Linked DNA regions of Hordeum vulgare: region 1 is linked to region 2. Evidence: chromatin contacts called from public Hi-C data. All regions are on one chromosome and are shown on one strand. Each heading gives the region's core, a stretch centred on a gene start, on an enhancer-like site or on the middle of the called end of the contact. The rest is flanking DNA. Distances are from core to core; before and after follow the strand shown.

Region 1 (6,602 bases), core at 1,834-4,333, 460 kb before region 2:
CTGATTCTGTTTCTTGTTCGCGGGAAGGAAATGACTTCCATGTTGTATGAGTAGTATTACCATTTTTTCTTTTTCTTTGGAGTGTAGTTTGAGTAGTAGTACTGGACCTTTTTTTTACAACAAGAAGAATTTGAGCGAGCACAAAATAAAGCTGCTGTTACGGCCCAGATCGAGCAAACGCCAGCCCATTTTGCAGAATACTCCCGATCAATAGCGTAGCGCCCCTCACGTCCGTCCGCCGCTGGTGCTGGCGTGCTGCTGCGTTTTGCAGGTTTTAGTCCCACCTTGCCTAGCGAGCGGCGTCGGGCGGCCGAGCTGGCTATATAAGGAGGGCGTGGTGCTCCGTTCTTACATACTTACCTGGACGGGGTCGACGGGCGATCAAGAAGGCCCGTGGCCTAGATCAGTGGCCCACATTGCACTTGGTGGGTGCGCTGGCCTACCATCTCCCCAAGTGGGAGAGTGGACGTCATAATTTGTGATAGAGGGGGTACGCGTTCGCGCGGCCCCTGCCAATCCCTTTAAATTAAATTTGGATCCCTGGCATGTTCTCAAACAGAGCGAAGTGCCCTTGCTTAGTTTTCTTTCTAGTCCCTGCCCTTTTGAGAAAAATGCAGTAATTTTGATCCCTGGCCTGTTCTCAAACAGGGCAACTGTGTAGTTCTCATTTTAGTCCCTGCCTTGTCCAGGAATTCGATAGGACGTGTAACATGGTCCATATTTCATCAGGTATCTTTATTTAAATTCAGATTCCTAAGGGAAATATTAAGGAAAAGTCTATCCCTTAATCGGCATGGTGGTGGTGGCAGGCGCCCGCGCCACCAGTCGCTCGCCTCGACGCCATCCGCACGCCGCTGCCAGCCCAGTCGTGCCGCTGGCCGGCCACCAGCTTGTAAAAATTCCGGCAATATGATCTTTATTGTAGGCAATTGTGCCAAGAGGTCATTCTAACTAGAGACAACTTAAAAAAAGGCACTGACAGGGGGATCCAACCTAGTATTCATTTTGTGATCAGCTAAAGTCTGCCCAACACCTGATGTTTCTTTGCCTTGTTGCTAGAGTAGTATGGAGAACAGTGGGTTCAATACTGAGGACCGAGAGAGTGCTTGGATACGTTTTAGTCCCATAACTAAAAGTAATGAGACTAAAACTTGCTAGCCTCAACCATGCTTGGATCCAAGTAGTAAAGAGACTAAAATCATCGGGAGCCCGACCGGAGCTGCCTGCTGCAGGTGAAGTAGAGAGGGGCTCATCGGCAGCCCGACCGGAGCTGCCTGCTGCAGGTGAAGTAGAGAGGGGCTCATCGGCAGCCCGACCGGAGCTGCCTGCTGCAGGTGAAGTAGAGAGGGGCTCATCGGCAGCCCGACCGGAGCTGCCTGCTGCAGGTGAACTAGAGAGGGGCTCATCGGCAGCCCGACCGGAGCTGCCTGCTGCACGTGAAGTAGAGAGGGGCTCATCGGCAGCCCGACCGGAGCTGCCTGCTGCAGGTGAAGTAGAGAGGGGCTCATCGGCAGCCCGACCGGAGCTGCCTGCTGCAGGTGAAGTAGAGAGGGGCTCATCGGGAGCCCGACCGGAGCTGCCTGCTGCAGGTGAAGTAGAGAGGGGCTCATCGGGAGCCCGACCGGAGCTGCCTGCTGCAGGTGAAGTAGAGAGGGGCTCATCGGGAGCCCGACCGGAGCTGCCTGCTGCAGGTGAAGTAGAGAGGGGCTCATCGGGAGCCCGACCGGAGCTGCCTGCTGCAGGTGAAGTAGAGAGGGGCTCATCGGCAGCCCGACCGGAGCTGCCTGCTGCAGGTGAAGTAGAGAGGGGCTCATCGGCAGCCCGACCGGAGCTGCCTGCTGCAGGTGAAGTAGAGAGGGGCTCATCGGCAGCCCGACCGGAGCTGCCTGCTGCAGGTGAAGTAGAGAGGGGCTCATCGGCAGCCCGACCGGAGCTGCCTGCTGCAGGTGAAGTAGAGAGGGGCTCATCGGCAGCCCGACCGGAGCTGCCTGCTGCAGGTGAACTAGAGAGGGGCTCATCGGCAGCCCGACCGGAGCTGCCTGCTGCACGTGAAGTAGAGAGGGGCTCATCGGCAGCCCGACCGGAGCTGCCTGCTGCACGTGAAGTAGAGAGGGGCTCATCGGCAGCCCGACCGGAGCTGCCTGCTGCAGGTGAACTAGAGAGGGGCTCATCGGCAGCCCGACCGGAGCTGCCTGCTGCACGTGAAGTAGAGAGGGGCTCATCGGCAGCCCGACCGGAGCTGCCTGCTGCACGTGAAGTAGAGAGGGGCTCATCGGCAGCCCGACCGGAGCTGCCTGCTGCACGTGAAGTAGAGAGGGGCTCATCGGCAGCCCGACCGGAGCTGCCTGGTGCACGTGAAGTAGAGAGGGGCTCATCGGCAGCCCGACCGGAGCTGCCTGCTGCAGGTGAAGTAGAGAGGGGCTCATCGGCAGCCCGACCGGACCTGCCTGCTGCAGGTGAAGTAGAGAGGGGCTCATCGGCGTCGCAATGAAGCAGCGCAAAGGGGTGCCAAAGGTGTGGTGTTCCAGGCTAGCCGACGGGCTGCATCAGCCAGTGAAGCAGAGCTGACTCGTCGGAGCTGCAACGAAGCACCATCAGGGTTGATTTAAAGCGTGTTGCAACAAAGCTTGCCGGAGTTTCAATGAAGTGTCGTGGGACCGTTGAAGCTTCATGAGCGCTGCAATGGAGCGCCGCAGGGGTCGCCGGAGTTGCAATGTAGCTTCACCCGATGTCGTTGGTGTTGCATTGAATCTTCACCGAATGTCGTCGACACTACGTTGGAGGGCTATGGTCGCGCAACGCCTGCGATAGAGCTGGCACCCTGTTGTGTTGAAGCTGGTCCGCTATCATGACGTTTGTCGATCCTAGATGTGTTGATCCGATGGGTGGGCAGCCGGATGATTTCTCTCGAGTAACACACTGCAACCTAGTCAAGCACGTACGTGGCCAAACGGGCCGGGCCAACCAAGCCCGTGCCAGGCACATTTTTAGCACGGGCCGTGCCGGGCAGGCACACTTTTAGCCCGGGCCGTGCTCGTTAAGCACTTATTTGATTCGCCGTCGACCACTCCCACTCCACTAGTCCACTCCTGCTCTCCCGAACTCCACCAAAGAAAAACTCTGCGCAGGGGGAAAGCCCTAGGCCGCTCTCCCCCGCTCCGCCTCGGCGTCCATGGCGACGGACGCCTCCCCCCCTCCGGCGCGCAAGAGCCCGGGGCCTCAGCCGGCGTCGGACCCCCCGGAAGACGACGCCCCGCCGCTGCCGGCGGGGTACATCTTCATCTGCAGCGGCGAGACCAGGCCCGAGTGCTTCAGGTACAGGGTGCTGGGCCTTCCGCGGGGGAGGCTGGACGCCGTCTCCCGGATCAGGCGCGGCGCCGCGCTCTTCCTCTACGACTTCCACGCCAAGTACCTCTACGGGCCCTACCGCGCCGACTCCGACGGCGGCCTCGCCCTCGAGCCCGCCGCCTTCCAGGGCCGCTACCCTGCCCAGGTACCGCCCCTCACCCCCTCGCGTTCCAGGTCTGGAATCATGTGTGATTGTGATTGTGCGTGTGTCAATCTTTTAAGTACCACCACAAAGAAAGAATGGAGCTTGATGATTTGCCGCTCCATGTGTCACTGAAATGTGGGCCCTGGCGCCACATTTCAGTGGCAAATCACCAGGTCCAACCTTTTACCTTTGTCAGCCGCAGTTTTATGGTTTGCAACAAGATAAATGGTGGCTTTCCTACTGTGCCGATACAAGTGTAATTAAGAGACAAGACATCAAAGAAAGAGAAGAGTTTTCAGTTTTCACCAAGTAATTAAGAGACAAGACATCACAAGTTTACATATGATGATTGATGAAAAGTTGGGAGTCAACTCAAGGACTGATGCTTGTAACATATAGGGAGAACCTGAACCTGAAATACATTGGTTAGAACAGTAGTGTTCCATGCTCCAGCCATACAAGCATTTTGGGTCGCCCACTGTCCGTCCCTCTTAATTAAACTGATTTTGCAATTTACTACTGGCTATGGAGATGAACTTTGCCGTACTTTCTTTGATATGTATAATTATTACTCCCTCAGTCCCAAAATTCTTGTCTTAGATGTGTCTAGATATGAATGTATCTAATCACATTTTAGTATTTTGATACATCCATTTCTAAACAACTTAAGACAAGAATTTTGGGACGGAGAGAGTATTATTTTAGTTTTCTGTTTGATTTCCTTCTGTAGCAAAAGCCAGTTAGCTTGGTGAGAACTCATTTCCACTGCTATGAATGATACAACTTTTTTAAGTACCTTATCTACCAAAGGAGTCCTGACAATTTTAATTTTCTGAAATTTCGGTTCATCTTGGTTCATATTTTGCTCTTTAGTGTCCAGTGACATCCAGCAATCAACCTCATAGATTAACTATACATTATTATTATTCGTAAACTGAGTGTTCAGTGTTCTTCTTATATGTGCAGGTCAAATTTGTGATTGATGGTGATTTCATGCCTATCCCAGAGAGTAGCGTAAGAAGTGCCATAAGCGAGAATTATTCCCGTGGGAAATTTTGGCCTGAACTTACCTTTACGCAGGTAAGTGGGAACCAGTGTTTATTGATGTTTTGTACTTGAAGAGAGGTGAAACGAACTGTGCTGAATCTGTCTTGTATATATGTAACTCCTGTACAAAGAAAAGAGGTTCTATCTTCAGGCAGGCTGCCAGATGAACACTCATTCTCACTTATGTATGATCTTTTGTATAGATCAAAGTATCAAATTAGTCAGTTCACATATTGCTTTGCCTAGTTTGAACTTTGAACAGTAGTTTCCACCCTTACTTCAGTACTTGCTGTTGTGGTGTAGGCACATGTAGAAGCAAGTCGAGATTTAGAGGGATGGCTATTTAATCTTTATTCACTATGGTTTAACTTTGAGAACGGAACTTATCATTTTAATGCGTTTACATTGCATCTCAGTCATTTATTTTGTAGAACTAGGATATTCTCTAGTATGACAGCACCCATAGGTTTCTGATTGTATTTAAGCTGTTTTGTAGTTAAACTGTCCTTGGAAAATAGAAATACGGTAGAGAGATGAGGAAAGTGGGTGTAATGGGAACAAGTTTCTTGTACCTTAATTGTAATCTTCCCCTTCAGTCCCACCTCCCCCCCTATGTAATTCTGAACAAGTGTATTGGCTCTTCGGTTGGTAATAAAGTTCAGGTAGGCATAAGGCCGCTGTTGACGCGTAAAAAAAACGGCAACATGTTTTTTTCTTCTTCTATTACTTCTTCTCTTGAGTTTTTTTGGGTGGAAATACTGGTATAGATCGATCTTACATGTCAGTGTACCGGTTTGTTGGAATAGGCAGGAATAGCACCTTCATCCTCCATCTTTCTATTCTGTCTTAATTTTATCAGTGCTTAGTTGTGACTATGTCACATTTACCTGCATTGCATTTTCATTGCTGTTGGATTCCTGTTGTAGGTTGAGAAACTGAGAGCATTGTTTCGTCCAATTGCTTTATCGCCAGTGTCAGAGGCACCACCCCCGCATTATGTTGACAACAGGCATCCCACCCAATCTGCTGCTTTTCTACCTCCTTCAGCTTCATACCCAACACAGCCAGCTTCTTATGTGTATCCACCAAGCACTTATGCTCCTCCTCAAGCTGCCCCTCTGGTGCCAAATAACCCTTACCCACGCCCAGATTCTCACCTTCCTCTGACTGCTCAATACACCGTACCTGCTTACTATGCGACCACAACTGCGTATCCGTATCAAGCAGGTTATCAAGCATATGGTCCACCTCCTGCCACCTACCACTACGCCCAAGCGCCTCCTTTGCAATATGGCTATGCGCAAGCCCAACACTACGTGCCTTCCTCTGATCCCTACTATGCTGCTAATCAGAATGATCCATACCGATTTGATGCTGTGAAAGCTCATTACCAGGAAACTACTTCTGGGAGGTATGTATGGTAGCCACAATTGGTCCTAGTACTTTCCTCTTTCCTATGCATTTTTTTTTTTGCAAAGCAAATACTATACATCGGTCAATGTCGGCCTGTTGATGTCTCGAAACCGCATTGTTCAGCTAGTCTAGATAGTTCTAAAAGGAAATTACTTGCAAGGAGAATGTGGATATAGATACATACTCTGCGTGTGAGAAGTCACCATTTATTCATGTTTTTTCTTTTCTTTTTGGCTACATGCACAAATAGTTGATTGGATCGTGCCTTTGCCTTGCACGTTCTTGTGTTTCAGAGCTGCCTATGGTGTACCACATGAAGCGGCTGCGACGAACCTGCAACTTGTCAGGCACTACGGGTATGCTCCAGGCAGCGAGGGTGCAACCGGAGGAACTACCCCACAACCCAGTGCTTATGGAGCAGCGCCAGCGATCGACTCCTTCCCGGGCGCCCCAGCGACCTCTCAGGCTGTGCCATTGGTACATGCCGCCGCAGCTGCACCAGCTTACCTGTGACCATTCAGTTCTTTTTGCCAGCATGATCGACCTGAATCAAAAGCGCTGCTGCTCTGCGCTGTGGTGGCTTTGCCATTCTTTCTACCAAGGGACTGGGATTTCGGATCGGTGAAAGATGGCATCGCTCTCGTTTCTG
Region 2 (6,634 bases), core at 1,516-4,015:
GACATGGGAAGAGTCCGTAAAGAGAGATCTAAAGGATTGGAGCATCACCAAAGAACTAGCCATGGACAGGGGTGCGTGGAAGCTTGCTATCCATGTGCCAGAACCATGAGTTGGTCGCGAGATCTTATGGGTTTCACCTCTAGCCTACCCCAACTTGTTTGGGACTAAAGGCTTTGTTGTTGTTGTTGTTGTTGTATATAACTGGGCAAAGTATGCATCAGCGTAAAAGTATGGACATACACGAGACCCTACTGTACCTGTGCCAGCGCTGCAGCAACAAAATCATTCACCCGTTGTTCAACGTTGTAATCAAAAAGAAGGGGATCATCCTACACAGACAAAAGTAATGAAGAATGGGTTTATTCCTGGTGTTGACAAAATTAACATATCTGAAGTTCTCATCAATTTACCTGGACAACAGGGGAAGTAGCATCGACTTCAAAATAAAAGTCACCAGGTGGTGGTTCATAATTTTTTGGGAAGATGCCAGCAAAAATCTGAAAGAAAATGAGCAGATTTCCACCATTGCATATGAAATATGTTTACCAAATTTTAAGAACTTCAAATTGATTGTTCTCCGAGAAAACTGGCAGGAGTGCTGCATACTCATTGACAATAAAGAAACTGTTACAAAATATATATGGTCATGGTTTTTATTTGGAGCATGCCACCTCAGTGCGGTGCAGACCACTTGCAGCGAGAAATACTGCTAAGACCCCATGGGTGCGTCGTAATGCAGGTCTACGCTTAATCATCAGAATGAAATGTTTCACAGCACTGACGTAGTTACATTAAGGAAAAGGAAAATGCTACTTACATCAGCTGATGAGCCAAAGGTCTTGGAGCCCCTCCATACAACCTCGAGTTCTTTTGTCCCCTTCCTTGTGTCACGATCTTGGTAATCAATCCGGAAAAAATATAATGCATCAAATCCTACCTGAAAGATGGTAAATGTGTTACACTAGTATACTCCTTATGCACACTAGCCATACATCCAGTCTAAGGCTATGAGATCGCGACGAGCATTGTATCAAGAGCAAAAGATGAACATTGCAGAGAGAACAAGAATAGCAGAGACAAAACAAGGATATTGTAGAGAGAACAAGAATAGCAGAGACAAAACAATCGCGACAAGAGATTTCTCTCTTGGAATTCCTATTATGTTGGGTGGTCAAGAAGTACAGTCAATCACTTGACTCTTGAGAGCATAGTTCTGGGAATTCCTATTATGCACGCTCTGTGAACCTACAGTACTACATCTCAACGTTTAGGTATTACTGTAACCAGCAAGTTCATAGTAGCTAGAACCAGTGCTGACAGGTAACCTATCATAATGGTACAGAAGTCAGCATCCTGAGTTTGAAACCCCTCTTGTCATGCAAATGAGACGTACACGGAAGTAACAGCGGACCATAAAAAAAGTCACACAAAATCTGAAAGCATGACGTAAAATGGATACAGTGAATTACTTCTGCACCGAGGAGGTAAGCCTGAACTGCAGAGTGCCCAAACGGATCTATCTGCCAACCAATCCTTGGAATCTGACCAAACTCCTCCTTGATGAACCTGTGGCCCAGCGTAGTCTGATCAATCATGTCAATGTAGTGCACGGTCGCCTCGTCGTGCATGCACATACCCCCATTTCTTCAGCATCACAAGGAGTAATATGTCGTCAGTCAAAATACAGAGCAGAGGCATGATTTCCAATGCAGCCTAAAACGAAAGTTGTTGAAAGAGCCAGCGTACATGAATTCCAGCCGCCCGGAGCTGACGAGCCCCTTCACCGTATCCTTGATAATGTCGCTCTGCTGCCTCCACCACCTCTGGAAAAATGCCTGCAACCAACCATCCATAAACAGTTTACTGAAGATAAATCACTGCATCGAAGCCAAAACTGAACCCACATTGTAACACCATCCGTTCTATTAGGATGTACAACTGCTGGCCCAGCTCCAATTGTGGAAACAGACAGCAGGGGACAGAGTTCCTGTAACACTCTGACAACTGACAAAAATGAAACTGTTGTACAGCAGCAGGGCTGTTACAGGTAACTGTTGTACATTGCTCTGCAACCTCCCAATTCCACAGCTCCAAGCCTGTCAGATTGCTGGCGGCCATGAAAACCCCCTTACCTGCTCGACGTAGATGAACTTGCGGTTCTCGTCCCTGAGCAGCGCCGGCACGAGCGAATCCAGCACGTTCTGAACGCACGCGCCCTGCGACCAAAATTCCGCTTCAGCGACATCCGAAGCCGACGGGGGCCGGAACTGTAAATCTACACCGAAGCCAAGGGCGACGAATCTAAGGGGACGGAAAACCCCCGGCGGAACCCGGGAGCGGCGGAAGGGAACTCGGACCTGGATGGAGTTGTTGGATCCGACGTAGTACTGGTCGACGGTCTTGAGCCAGCCGACGTCGTCGTGGGTGTGGGGGACGACGTGCACGTTCAGCTTCCCGTTGACCACCCCCGCCGACGTGTTGTAGGGGATGTACGCCGCCTCGCCGTCGCCGGGCAGAAGCAGGACGGCGGCGAGGAGGAGGAGGAGGGCGAGCCGGACGGGGCCCATGGGCGCCGCCGGGGAGCGGAGCGAGCGCGGTGGGGAGGGCGAGGGGAAGGCGGTGGCGGTCGTCGGGTTGCGAGAGTGACGGCTCCACTGAGTGGCCCGGCCGGCGCGGCGAAGTCGACTTGCTAAGACTGAGAGCAGCGGGGGGACGGGCCCGGGCCCGCCTGGCGGTGGGAGGGGTCGAGGATGTGCAGGTGGTTGCGCCCTCGCTGTGCCACGTCGGATATCCGGGGTTCTATCCAGTAGAGCGAATTGCTGTGAGGTCCTCCCGTCCTCTTGATAATTACGGTCTTCTCCTTCAAACATTCCCTCCCTCCTCTCGTGTTTTCTTTGTAAGAAAAAGTCCAAAATAAACATTGAATTTGTAGTCGAAAGATAAATTAAACCCTAAATTTCCAATCCTTGAAATCAGCACACCAAACTCTCTGATCCCGGTCTATTTTCAACCTTAAGAGTGTCTCGCTGGGAATTGTTGACGCGGCAGTCAAATCGGGTCGGCTCATTAAATCAGTCCCTTGCACGCCCCCTCTACCATGGTTTAACCCATTTTTTTACACATGCCTAATTTTTCTCAATACATGAAGTACATTTTCAACACGCACACGAAATATTTTTGATGCACTTTTGAGATTTTTCAAATATCTTATGTACACTTTTGAAAAATACATGTTTTCAACTTTATTTTGAATACACGGTAACGTTTTGCCAGATGCATGTTAACATTTTCTGAAAAATATTCATGTTAATGGTTAAATTTCAGTCCTCTCATTAAATCACTAGCATTTATTGTAGTGGTTTGTGCGACGAGCTCAGCAGCAGCTGGTTGCAAGTTCGACTCTCCGGATTGTTTATTAAAGGGAAGAAAACTCGCTTCAAATGCGGTAGGCCGGCCAGTCACGTTCAGTAAATAATTGTATTTTTTTGATATTTTTAAGGTCATGTATTATAAGAAAAAAGACACCAGAACAAACGAATACAAAAAAAAGACATCTCGCTTTGCGCGTGTAACATTTTCGTAATACTCCCTCTGTCCCAAAATAAATGTCTCAACTTTATACTAACTCTAGTATAAAGTTGTACTAAGCTTAAGACAGTTATTTTGGGACGGAGGGAGTACATGTTTTCGACACTTTTTGAATAAACAGTGACATCTTTTGAAATAGACGTTGCACATTTTCTTCATGACAATGAAACATATTTTAAATTTCTATACAATAAAACATATTCTTGAATACATGGTTACGTTTTGGAATGTTGTTTTCCAAAACACAAACAATTTACAAAATTCTAAAAATATTATTTGAAGAATGTGACACAATTTGTGAAAATCCTGAAGATTTTTCAAAGCATGTGAAAAACTGTTGGAATTCTGAATATTTTTCGTAAATGTGATTTTTTATAATCGCGGACGGTTTTTAAAACTTTGAATATAATTTCAAAAGTACAGTCATTTCAAAAACAATACAAAGGGAAATTAAATTCGGGCCAAAAATAAGAAACATAAACAGTTCTTAACTTCTAAATAATTTTAGAAATACGCGAACATTTTTTAAACTACACGAAATTTTGTTGTGCTATAGTGGGCCAGCCCAAATTCTCGTCCGTGAGAGAAGAAAGTTATCCCGGTCAGGATTATAGTAATCCCAGTGTGTCAAACAGGTCTAGGGTATAAAATAGACCGGGATTACAAGTTCAGAGTGCCAATTCCCGGGATTTAAAATTCAGGGTTTGATTTAGCTTTCGTTTACGACTTCAAGGTTTGTTTTGGACTTTTTCCTTTCTTTGTACTCCGCGGAGGACATCCCTACCAATGACGCATCATCCCCTTTCGAGGAATCCAGTTATGATTCCATGCTTTTGTCGCTTCCTCGATTCATATTTTACTTATCAAAATTTGTTTTACTATATCAACTCCATCCATCATGATTCCACAGACTTTTTTTGAAGTAAATCATGTGTCATTCATAAAGTAGAGTACAAGACCCACACATAGCCGCCGCATAGAGGCAACCAGAACACAATAGGCTCAACACTTCATAAAAAAAGACCCAAAGAATTACGAAGAAACTCTTAGGGGAACTAAAAACAAAATCATCATCAGTCGTCACCATATATCGTTGTTGCCGAAGCTTCAATGAACAAAGGGAAGACACCAACTTGCCTAGGATCAACAGAATGCCACAACATACAAGGTTGCGTTGTGAACCGAAGAAGCAAGGACGCTGCGTGACCCGAGACCTTGTGGCTCGTCGGCCGATGATCTTCCCCATGCTCGTAGAGCGGTGGCTCTATTGTCCTTATCCGACATAGTAAGGAGTCTCGAAGCCGCCTTCCTGCAACCACCACTCTTGTGTTGCGTTGTCCCACAACCGCGGGATTGCGTTCGAAAGGGAAGAGATTTGGTGGTCGGAGAAGGAGAGTTTGATCATGAACCTCCATGCTTGTGATGGATGGGAACCCAGCGATGCCGAGAAGAGACCCGTGGGTGAAAAATAAACCGCTTTAAACACTCGAGCACTCTTGTGTGTGTAAAAAACGGTTGCCTTTATAGGCCGCCGGCTCGGCCACAGCCCAACGGCCCTTGGGCCGATATATGCACGGGAGAGGAAGCCACTCACTTCCCGAAACCCTTTGGTCAGCCCGTTCCCCTAAAAAAGAAAAACCAAAACCCACAAATCCATCCCGGCCGACCACCGCCGCCGCCGCCGCCATGAATCCGGCATGCGCGGAGGCAGCAGCCGCCAAGAAGTCCCGGCACAAGGACAGGAAGGAGAAGAAAAGCAAGCGCAAAGACCCCGCGGAGCACGACGGCGGCGAGTCCGCGGCCGCCGAGGAGGAAGCCGTCCACAAGAAGAAGAAGAAGAAGCAGCACGGGAAGGAGGGGGAGAAGGCGGGTCCGAAGCGGAAGCCGACGGTGAGCATCGCCGTCGCCGGCTCCGTCATCGACAACGCCCAGTCCCTCGAGCTCGCCACCCTCGTCAGTAACCCCGCCCCCTATTATTACCTTCCCTGTACCTTGCATTTCCTAAGCTGCGGATGCTTATAGCGCTCCTCCCCTGCTTCAGCTGGCCGGTCAGATAGCCCGCGCGGCGGCTGTATTCCGTATCGACGAGATTGTCGTCTTCGACAGCAGTCCAGCAGCGGAGAACGGCGGCGGCGCCGAGGAGGAAGAGGAGAGCGGTGCGCGGTTCCTTGTCCGCATACTGGAGTATTTGGAGACGCCGCAGTACCTGCGCCGCCGTCTCTTCCCAATGCACAAGAACTTCAAATATGTGGTGAGAATCTTTAAGAAGGTGGTTGGGTGATAAAGTGGGGATTTCTTGAGGTCGCTGACTTCGTGCTGCTTCTGCTATGCAGGGGTTGCTTCCGCCGTTGGACGCGCCGCACCATGTGCGCAAGCACGAGTGGTCTGAATTCCGTGAAGGTGATGTATCTCTCTTGTGCTGACATTGGTCTCAATTTCGGTTGCTGTCGCGTGTGATCACAACATGAAATGGAGTTTCAGTTTATTCAGAGAGCACTTTGATAGTAAAACATGAATTTGGCAATTTGCCGTGGGCTCTTAAGCCCCCTTTGTTTGGGCTACAGATTTTTAAGAATCGCTTTGGATGTGGATTTTGAGAATCAGCTGCAGCTGCAGATTCCTAAGAATCAGAATCCAACTGTTTATTTGTCATGATTTTGGATAGCTGTAGAAATTTTGAGAGATGTGAAATGCCTATAATCACCGTGGAGCTAGAGGTCGCCTTGTCGGGCGGCTGGCCTGATGGTGAGGTACTCTGTAATAGGGGCAGAGCAGCTGGGGCTCAGGCGTCGGGGGGAGGATCCTGGGAGGCGGATCTGGTGGCAAGGTAGACTCCAAAGGGCGGGACAACTGAAGCTCGAGCGTGGGGCGGTGGATCTAGTTGTGAGCTAGTCTTCAAAGGCGACGGCGCAGATGAAGCTCGGGCGCCGGGCGGAGGATGCTTGCCGGAGGTGGGGGAGGGGCCGAGGCACGCGGATCCGTCCTTTGGGCACCAGCAGGAGCGGTGCGGGTGGATCCGCCGGATTCTCCGCTTTGTTCGCTCGTG

What was found. A called contact is a pair of places that touch in the nucleus more often than the background predicts.
Region 1: a contact with region 2 is called in a Hi-C map of leaf, with 5 times the contacts expected there. The contact joins the promoter of LOC123453084 here to the promoter of LOC123453071 in region 2. A contact is called at or near these places in 3 of 6 Hi-C or Micro-C datasets (leaf and seedling).

Annotation. Positions count from the first base shown.
Region 1 is chr5H:565,064,550-565,071,151 of MorexV3_pseudomolecules_assembly, reverse strand. It overlaps LOC123453084 (leucine-rich repeat extensin-like protein 1), which reads left to right and starts at 3,083. Exons shown (of 4, transcript XM_045129846.1): 1 at 3,083-3,493; 2 at 4,460-4,573; 3 at 5,467-5,951; 4 at 6,247-6,602. The coding sequence starts at 3,173. The coding sequence ends at 6,466. LOC123400453 (a small nuclear RNA gene) reads left to right here and starts at 353; the gene lies at 353-513.
Region 2 is chr5H:564,603,790-564,610,423 of MorexV3_pseudomolecules_assembly, reverse strand. LOC123453071 (alpha-mannosidase At3g26720-like) reads right to left here and starts at 2,765. Exons shown (of 29, transcript XM_045129834.1): 1 at 2,358-2,765; 2 at 2,133-2,216; 3 at 1,747-1,835; 4 at 1,470-1,644; 5 at 818-937; 6 at 411-497; 7 at 258-329. The coding sequence starts at 2,567. LOC123453070 (putative methyltransferase C9orf114) reads left to right here and starts at 5,181. Exons shown (of 10, transcript XM_045129832.1): 1 at 5,181-5,541; 2 at 5,630-5,839; 3 at 5,922-5,988. The coding sequence starts at 5,275.